3 separate regions of the Gossypium hirsutum genome follow, and all the other regions are linked to region 1. A link is a contact called in public Hi-C data. All regions are on one chromosome and are shown on one strand. The core of a region is the stretch at or near the end of the contact, and the rest is flanking DNA. Distances in the headings are between cores, read along the strand shown. Region 1 holds the start of LOC107899720 (transcription and mRNA export factor ENY2). Region 2 holds the start of LOC107899713 (chloride channel protein CLC-b). Region 3 holds the start of LOC107898471 (calcium-binding protein CML38).

Region 1 (3,417 bases), core at 506-3,005:
GAATTCTTTGCAATAGCTCAGCCTTTACGAAGTCTGGGACAGAAGCTGCATAAACAAGGATTTAACTGTGGTGATAAGGAAATAAAATGCAAATAGTATAAGAGACAAAAATCATGAGCTTAAAAATGGGTAAATCGGACATAATCCAATTTATTATCAACCACCAGGTAGGACTGTGGAACATCATAGCATGAGGAAGCATATACCAAGAACAAAATCGAGGATCTTTCTTGGTATGAACTAATTCTCTCTACTCTAATTGATCCATTGCTTCAACCTATGGAATGCTGATAAGGACAAGCATAACAATAGAGGGAAAAAAAATTACAAATTCTTACCTCTGCCTTTTGGGGTGATCAAATGAACAAGGTCATCCACAGTGACATTATTTCTTCCTTTCTTCTTAACATATGATCTGTCATTCATCAAAATGGAAGAGATTTCTATAAAGTATCATAAAGATTTCACATAAAGATGATGCATAAAAGGAAATTGAATACGTTGCAATCAACTTAAATGCCAAGCAAAACAAATCGATTCTTGGATAAAGAACTAATTTCTCTATCTCACGGCACTTCATCCCTCTGGTTTTCTTTCCATGAAAATAAATAGCCCACAAAAGCTATACAGCTTTACATAACTATAAAGAAACTTATTGCGGCATTGTTTAGTCATTACCTAAAACACCACAACACATCGATTGACACAATTTGACGCATCACCATCCTAAACATCTTTTATTCATTGTCGTAACAGAAAACATAAAAGTAAGAAAAACTCAGCATATCACTTATATTTGGGACCAGGCACTGGCACCACAATCTGGCTCTAAGATTATCCACTTTCACATCAATACAAAGTAGGAAGCAACAAGTGAAGTCTTAAGAACCCCATGACAATTTTTTTCCCCATTGATCAATTACTTAATTTGATCCACTTTTTCTAAAAAAGAAACTGTTTATAAAGTATTAAACAAGCCATGACTTAATTCTAATTTCCTTATCTATGAAGAACTTGAAAATTCTCTTAATTTTCAGAAACTATGAATTGTAATCCTTAAGATTAATTATAACTAAGCCAACACAAAAAATGATAGGTTAAACAATTAGAAAGAAGATCAATTGCAGATAAATACACAAATTAATATATGAAGCAAGGCAGTTCAAAGTTTAAACAATAACTAGATACAAAGGAGACAGTAAAAATAGTGGGGAAAAGAAAAAAACCTGCAAAGAGCTTTCATCTCATCCTTCCATCCACATTCTATAAGTCTTTCTCTTAACAGTTCCATTAATCTCTCTTTTTCTCCGCTTTCAATTAACTACCAAATTCAATTAAATCACAGTAAATAAATAAGAACCAACCCCCCCCCCCCAAAAAAAAAGAAAAAAGAAAAAATGAAATAATAAAAAGAAGGGAAAAGAACCTTGATATTAATAATTTCTTGAAGGGTGGGTTCATTCCCTTGATCTTCTGCACCATCAGGGGTTGGAGGCCGATTTACTGAATGTTTCCTGTTGAGGGATGTTTTAAAAAAAAAAAAGATTAAAGATTCGATTCTGATTATGGATTTAGTTAAACTGAAAAAAAAAACAAGAAATTTACTTGCATGATGTTAAATTAAATCTCTCAAAATAGAAATGAAAATTTGTGAGGAAATTGGAGAAATTTTTATTGACTTCGAAACAGCTAGAACCCAAAGAAAAAAAGAAGGGATTTAAAAAAAAAAATTCCTTGGCCTCCACCGTCACCTAGAAACGACAACGTAGGGGAGATTTCAGACAGGAAGTATTTTACCAGATTTGCCCCTAGATTTAGTTGCATTTTACAAGGCCATCTCTTGAAGCCTTTTTCAAGGATGGACACAGGCCCTTGACATAAAGAATTCCATAGCTGTTAGCTTGTTAGGCCTTAGATTTAGATACTGCCCTTAGTATAAGAATTTTGTTGGAACTCTTTTGATATTAGAGAAAATAAATGTAGAACCCTAACCCTCAGATCTTACTAATATGGACCACCTATGACAACATAGTGTCCAATTGCCCATCCATGTATATTGGGTAGCTGTTTTTATGTCTCTCTTTGTTTTTTCATTGAATTGCAGGTGGATTCAGCTGCATATGTCCAACCTGAACAGGTGCTAGATATTTGTGGAACCTAAGAGCCATTTCCTAACACTCGATGGGACTGAGTTCATGTTCGCGTGGGGCACTAGGAACAGATAAATAACTGGCTAGCATCCTCAAGTATGTGGCTAACTTTCCTGATTGTGCAAAGAACAGTATCACGTAGCCCCGGTAATGCTGTTTTAGTGGTTTCTTACGTAATCTATGGAAGAAAATTGAGTGGTTGAAAACTTTGCATCTTGGTCGCTTTCATATTCTGTGTTAAGATCATGTGACCGTCACTGTTCCCCAGTATCGCTAATTTAATGCTGTTTTTGAGGCTCATTTTGTGCCATCCTACAATAATGGCATCTGCTGGAAAAAAAAGGGACTCTCTCAAGCAGCTCTAGGGTCATTGGTATGAAAATGGGATTTCCTTGTCTTAGCCAAGTAGTCAAGTAGCTAAGTTGCTGACTGTTGTATAGAAAGCTGCATCTGTGCCCAGGTCTCCCTCCCACTATTATTGTCCCCCACTCGGATGACATCTATGCTATCTACGTATGTTGCCTCAACCTGTTATTGTTCTCGAAGCATTAAAATTCGACTATGGTACCTAACTTATATCCAAACATGAGTATAAATGATGGGATCGACCCGATTAAGCAATGAATAAGTAAAAATAGTAGAAGAAATTGAGAAATTAAACACAAAAATTTAATGTGGAAAAACCCCTTCAAAGAGGATAAAAAATTACACGTAAAGATAATTTTATTATAATGGCAAAAGAACGAAGAGTGCAAAAGGTAGAGATAAAAATTAAACCCCGAAACCCGAAAAAAAGAACTCTCAAAACGTAAACACAAAATTCTTCAAAAGTGTTGAGTTCTAATATTTTAATGGGTGTGTTTTCTAAGGTTATAAGAGAGCTTATTTATAAGCTAAATTTATAGATCAAATAAATTATGCTAATAAATACTAAATATATTATAATAATAAATACTAAATCTTCTAGAATGAAAATATATTTTGTTTAACTTAACTTGCAAGCAATCTCTTATTTTATTTAATAAAAATTTAAGTCACACAACTCTAATAATATCTAACAATAGATAAATGATATTTCCAAATATACAAAAAGAATAAACTTATTGATGCTGCCAATTGCAATAGTTAGTAGCAATTCACTTTGCAACTAAACAAGTTATAATTTTCTTATTTTGTTAGCATAATTTACTTAATTAAAACGTTTCTTTTTGTGCATCTTTTTAAGGAATCTCATGTAGCAAATTTCATGATTAATACTGAGGAAGAA
Region 2 (3,113 bases), core at 85-2,584, 130 kb after region 1:
GAAAAAATTGTTTTGATTAATTACATATTGTTCTCACATGTTTAATTTCATTATAGATTTTAATTATATTTATTATTTTTGATACAATATTTAAAATTACCAAGAGTTTTTTTCCAACTCATAAATAGGAGGATAATGTGTTTCAATACACTTAAACTTACATTCCTCTTTTATTGATATCGATATTCATATTAATCAAACTAAAACTTAATTGATCCGATTTGTTTTTCTTGAATTTGTTTTTATATTGATAAAGATTAATGTTTATAAAATTTAATATATACTTTCTTTTTTTTTAGAATCGTGGCGTAAGTGGTTAGTATGAATGATTTCGGTGGGCGGATGAACTCACAAATTTCAACCTCAACTTTTAAAAACCGTCATCTTTTTATGTATTCGTCTTTCCTGACCTTTTTTTTCACCTAAAGCTATTTTCCTTTTTTAAATTGATATATTTTGTTGGAAGTGAAAAATAATGATGAATTTGTTTAAAAAGGCAAAAGGAAAAATATGGGGGCATTCCATCCACATTTCTTACATCACATATATCATGCCATCCCATGCTCTTTGCTTGGTCTGCTGATTTTGCTGGAAAGTGGCGTCTCGAGATTGTATTTTGGATTTCTTTTGTCCAAATAACATCGGATGGTTGAGGGTTTCCCACGTCCATGGGTTACATCCCCAGTAATGTGGATCATCCATCGTCAACCCACCTGAATATCTGACACCTGGCGCCTAATAAATAAAAACACCAAAATCCCATCACTTTTCATTTTCAATTATTGAGTCCCACAAATATATTATTAAATTAATGGATAAGGCCACCCTTTCCAATATCCAAGGGTCGGATTTTTGTCCACCGTTAGATCTTTAAACGTTATATCCAAGTGGGCTTTGATTGAGATGAGATTGGTTCCCATCTGTCATGAAGAACACCCCCCCATAATTATCAATTTGTGAACAATAAAGAGACAAACGCCAAAGCAATAAACAACCAATGTGAACATGAATTTATCCAATTTCATCTTATTCTATATGTTGCAGTAAATTTCTGAGTGAGGACTTCATTATTGGTGGGGCCAATTTTGGAGTAAAAATGTGGCCTAGTTTGATTGTAGGTGGGCCAATTTTCATCCATTTGAACACACTAAAGATCTGAGGAGTGATTTGCGTGATCTGCATGCATGGATTATATGGTCAAAAAAAGAAAAACCGAACAAGGGATTATTTAAAAGGATATTTATAAAAAATAAAAATAAAAATTATTTTTAAAAATAGAAAAAATTCAAAAATGTTATATTAAAGACCAAAAATGGTTAAACTTTCTTTAACTAGTGTGTATATCGTGCAACTTCATGTGAAGAAAGATGGGTTTAAAGTAGGACAAAGAAGCTTAAGTGCTTACTATAAAGTTTCAAGAGATATAAAAAGCTTTTGCTTCCTCCTTAATGCTAATCCATTGCCATTCAAAAGCCAACACTTTTGTCTTTGCCTTCTTTGATTGATGGAGGAGGATTCAAACCATTTGGCAAATCCAGAAACACCCCATAGCTTGGAGGCTGAAACTTATGAAGAAGAAGAAGGAAGAGATCCTGAGAGCAATTCTTTGCGTCAGCCACTTCTCAAAAGAAACAGAACCCTTTCTTCCACTCCACTAGCCTTGGTTGGAGCCAAGGTCTCCCATATTGAGAGTTTGGATTATGAGTAATAATCTATATATACACATATATTTCTAAATTCTGAATTTTCTTCTTCTTTGATCATTGTTTCTGATAACATCTACTGAAAGAAAAAAACAAATTGATGCAGGATAAATGAAAATGATCTTTTCAAGCATGATTGGAGAAGAAGATCTAAAGTTCAAGTTTTGCAGTACATTTTCTTGAAATGGTCTTTGGCTTTCCTTGTTGGATTGTTGACAGGATTGATTGCCACCCTTATCAATCTTGCAATTGAGAATATTGCTGGCTATAAGCTTCTTGCTATTGTTGGTTTCATAGAGGAGGGCAGGTAAGGACTTTAATGATCAAAGACTAAACTTCAGTTTTACATCCAAGATGATCTGAATTTGATTTTGATAATGACTAGGTGACTTGATGCAGGTATATATCTGGGTTGATCTTTTTCACTGGGATAAACTTTTTTCTGACCTTGATTGCTGCAGTTCTCTGTGTGTGTTTTGCCCCAACTGCAGCTGGTCCTGGTATCCCTGAAATCAAGGCTTATCTCAATGGAGTTGATACTCCTAACATGTTTGGTGCTACAACATTGCTTGTCAAGGTTGGTTACCTTTTCAGTTAGAAATGCGTGTTTAAAACAATTATGGACGGTAGAGATCGATCAGATCCGGCATTTCAAGAGTTGTTTTCTGTCCTATAGATCAATTGTGGGGTTGCTATTGTGCTTTATGCTTTGCTGCTTTTGTCCGGGATTTAAGGATTGGAGCAGTTTCACTTTAATTTGTTTCTTAATCTGGATCCAGTGAGATACTTTCACTTTAATTTGTTTCTTAATTAGTGTGCTGGTAAATTTGGATCTAGTATGAGATACTTTTACTTTGTTTCTTTATAATTTGGATCTAGTATGAGATAGTTTCACTTTAATTTGTTTCTTAGTGGTGCTGATGAATTTTGTAAAATTGTAGATTGTTGGCAGCATTGGAGCAGTTTCTGCTGGTCTAGATCTGGGGAAAGAAGGGCCTTTAGTGCACATTGGGAGTTGCATCGCTTCATTACTAGCCCAGGGAGGGCCTGATAACTACCGCATCAAGTGGCGTTGGCTTCGCTACTTCAACAATGATCGCGATCGCAGAGATATTATCACCTGTGGTTCTTCCTCGGGTGTTTGTGCAGCTTTCCGTGCCCCTGTGGGAGGTGTCCTATTTGCTCTCGAAGAAGTTGCAACATGGTGGAGGAGTGCCCTTCTCTGGAGAACTTTCTTTAGTACAGCAGTGGTGGTGGTAGTGCTAAGGGCATTCATCGAAATCTGCAATTCTGGGAAATGTGGCCTTTTTGGAACAGGAGGGTTGATCATGTTCGATGTTAGCGATGTTAAAGTCAGCTACCAAGCCATGGATGTAATCCCGATTATCATAATTGGAATCATTGGTGGAC
Region 3 (3,479 bases), core at 863-3,362, 150 kb after region 1:
TCATTCAAGTAGTCAACATTTTAGAAAAAGCTTGGAAGATTACATATAATTTACTATAAACTATGAAGCCAAATGGTGGGGAATTCTTCACTGAAGCTTGTGCTGCTTTGACTCCTTCAGTCAAAGTTAAGCTAAACTATTGAAATTGGCAGAAATTGTAGAATAAAAAAGGTTGCCACTTTCTAGGTGATGCTTGGCAGTTGGTAGTGGTATGCTTCACATTCATTGGATCACAATTTGCAAGAAAAAAATATTGGTAACTGATCTATCTAAGATATTCAATATATATATTTAAGATTGGAATATTCTTTTTTCACTCCAAAACCATTTTGAAGCTTTTGGTGGTTGAATCACTTTTCTATGAATTTGGGGCCAATATTTAAAAGCTTTTTTATGGGTGGGGAGGGACCAAATGCCACAGTATGAAAATTCTTGTAGGGCAAAGTCTCGGGGTCTTCTCCTGTCACATCATGTAGAAATGCGCGAATCTGCAGTTTTTTCCCCTATTTTCTCTTATCGTAAACTGCAGTTTGCAATATTATTATTTTATTTTATTTTTTTTAAAAAATAGGCTTTAATTGAAAATAAAATAAAATAAAAATGCACTTGTTGTTTTTCAAGAAAAATAAGTTGTAAAAAATAAAAATACACTCACAGTAATAATTATTACTTTATAAGAAAATTAAAATTTTAATTATTTTTGTGTTTATGACCCAACTTATTTAGAGGTTTAAAATAGATGAACACTTGAGCTGAAGTTTTTAATGCACTTATTGCATTATTTTATTTTTTAGGGGATTTTAATCTAATTTTAAGGAGAAATTTTTGAAGTGTCATTCTTAAGAGTTTATACACCCTCTCAATAGGCTTGGTATTAGATTCGAAGTGTCCGTGCTTGATTTTATTTCCTCATAAGTCGAAATTGCCTCAACAAAAAGGCTAGATAAAGTGGTATTCAAGTTACCTATTCAACTCCCATATGTATTAAGAAAAGGGATCAAACACTCCTCTCCGTGAACTTACTCGTAACCTCTCAAAATTTTTATGTGCTAAAAAATACCTAATGGATGTTCCTTACTCGTAACCTCTCAAAATTTTTATGTGCTAAAAAATACCTAATGGATGTTCCGATTACTTTGTTGAACATATCATATTATTGACATTTAATATAAAAAATCTTAATATCGTTATGAGAAATAAAAATATTTTTAAGAAATCTCAACAAGGAACAAGGAAAGAGAAGAAGAAAGATATGTATATATATACATCCAAGCATCTTGACTTCAAATTCATCGTTAAGATTATATATGTAAATATGACAAGATCATAACATCATGACTCTAAATTCATCAAAATTGAGGACTCCATCGCCATTAAGATCAAACTGAGCAATCATGGATTTACATTCCTCTAAAGTTCTAGACTCACCCAATCTACTAAGCATCCTCTTCAAACTCTTTGGCGTAATACACCCACAACCTTCCGTCTCATACATCTTGAAAGCCTCTTTCAAATCATTCACTTTCTCTTCCTCTCCTACTTCTTCCACTAACCTAATGAAGTCCTCCAACCCCAACAATCCATCCCCGTCCGTATCCAACACCTCCACCGCCACCTCCGCCTCTTCCCGCGACAGCTCCCCTCCTATAGCCTTCACGCACTGTTGAAGCTCCGCTGGGGATATCTTCCCATCTTTATTCTCATCGAAGTGATTAAATACCCTCTCGTATTCTTGGTGTTTGTCCATTCCAATAATGGGAATCAAGCTCTAAACAAAATGGAGCATCAAGATGAAGGTTCACATGACATATAAAGCTAGCTTAAACCCCAAAATGTTATATAGTTGGGTTGCAACACAAGCCTAAAATGGGGAATAGGAAAGTGAGGGCAACGTGTGTGTATGTAAATTATACGAAAGGGATGAGCGAAGTGGGCGCCTGGCGTGAGCTGACCACCTTGTAACTTGTCTTTAGGGGCTAAAGAAGACTTTGACCTTTCAACTTCATGCATGGGGATGTTTGAAGGAAAAAGGAAGTGTTAAAGCTGGAATCAAAGAAAGAAAAAAAGGAGCGCATTCAGACTAATGGATTGGTAGAGGGAGGGGTTTTTACGGCCAACCATCAAATCAGAACTCCCACAACCCTAATAAATTATTGAAGACTAGTGGTAAATAACCCAGAAAAGGGGCAGAAAGGTTTGACTTTATCAAATTTCCCACCAAGATAGGAAATTAATGGGAGCCTTCATCCATTTCGTCATTATAAATCTGGTAATAAAATTACTTGACCTTCTTTCTTCTTCATGTTTTACACTATAGACCTCAGAATTAACATTAAAAATCATATTCACTCTCTTTATTTGGTAAGAGTATTAATATTATAAGAGTTAAGTTTTTTGTTTTAATAACTAATATTATTACTTTTGATTATTCTCTCCTTAAATCATTAAAGGAATGTTCACCTAAATAATATTATATAATTTAGTCTTTATTCAAACAAATTCAGGAAATTCATTGTGTGGTTGGGCAAAATCGTATCAGTTGGAAAATCCAAACTATGTCAAATATTCCCATAAACCAGACATCCCCCTTCTTCCAATACCAGCCCCGTTGAATTTCGGTTACCAGTCGCTGCTGGCATCCCCGGTAACAAGTTTTGGCCCGAAGAGAGTCATCGGAGGATCAAACAACAATGTTATTTCTAGACATGTTGCAATACCAAACAGAGAAATAGAAGAGTTTTCCAGAAGAACCCAGCGGCTTAGACCCGGTAGCGAAGCCATTGTTTCTAGAGATAAAAATCTAGTTTAGAGATGGACTCCATGGGAAATCCGAGAAATTGGATTGGTTTTGCTGGACCAACAATGGCGGAAGGTTTGAGATGAAGAGAGCCAAATAGAAGGAGAAGAAGAGGTGTTCCAAAAAAATAAAAACTTAAAAAGTCACTCATTCTAATATTTTTTTTATAATTTTTAAAATTCTAAGGATTTTTAAAAAAAAATTGAATTATGCTGAAATGGTTAAATGTGGTCACATTTTTTTATTATTGCAATCACAGTTTTTGAGGGTTTTTTTTTTAATGAAAGGATTTAAATTCTAAATTAGACTAATTATGCATTACTCTTCTTGTTCCTACACTGCTGGAATCATATTGAAGATGTTGTCCTAATGTTTAAAGAGGCTCTCGAATTATTCATAGCCCAAGCTATTGCCGCTATCTCGTCCGTTGCCTAATTTCTTTCGCGAAAGACATGTGTCACCCTAACATCCCATTCCTTCCCAAGTAAGTGCCAAATCGATCGTAACACCGCCTTATTAGCTGCCAGATTTCCTTTATGCCTCAACAGTCAAACAACCTCCATGTTATTCGTCTCTAAAATCTCCTTCCTCATACCCATGTCCATTTCTCATTTTAACCCATCATAAGCTCCCCACAGCTCGGCATCTAGGATCGGCCATGGCCCAAAGCTTCTTGAGAAAC

The links. A called contact is a pair of places that touch in the nucleus more often than the background predicts.
Region 2: a Hi-C map of leaf shows a contact between it and region 1, with 2.4 times the contacts expected there. The contact joins the promoter of LOC107899713 here to the promoter of LOC107899720 in region 1. A contact is called at or near these places in 4 of 34 Hi-C or Micro-C datasets (hypocotyl and leaf).
Region 3: a contact with region 1 is called in a Hi-C map of leaf, with 1.9 times the contacts expected there. The contact joins the promoter of LOC107898471 here to the promoter of LOC107899720 in region 1. A contact is called at or near these places in 2 of 34 Hi-C or Micro-C datasets (both in leaf).

The regions. Positions count from the first base shown.
Region 1 is chrD04:16,307,909-16,311,325 of Gossypium_hirsutum_v2.1, forward strand. It overlaps LOC107899720 (transcription and mRNA export factor ENY2), which reads right to left and starts at 1,756. Exons shown (of 5, transcript XM_016825501.2): 1 at 1,610-1,756; 2 at 1,427-1,514; 3 at 1,227-1,321; 4 at 339-415; 5 at 1-45. The coding sequence starts at 1,611.
Region 2 is chrD04:16,439,818-16,442,930 of Gossypium_hirsutum_v2.1, forward strand. It overlaps LOC107899713 (chloride channel protein CLC-b), which reads left to right and starts at 1,335. Exons shown (of 6, transcript XM_016825492.2): 1 at 1,335-1,704; 2 at 1,810-2,010; 3 at 2,103-2,280; 4 at 2,645-3,113. The coding sequence starts at 1,505.
Region 3 is chrD04:16,462,164-16,465,642 of Gossypium_hirsutum_v2.1, forward strand. LOC107898471 (calcium-binding protein CML38) reads right to left here and starts at 2,113. Exons shown (of 1, transcript XM_016823934.2): 1 at 1,278-2,113. The coding sequence starts at 1,747. The coding sequence ends at 1,325.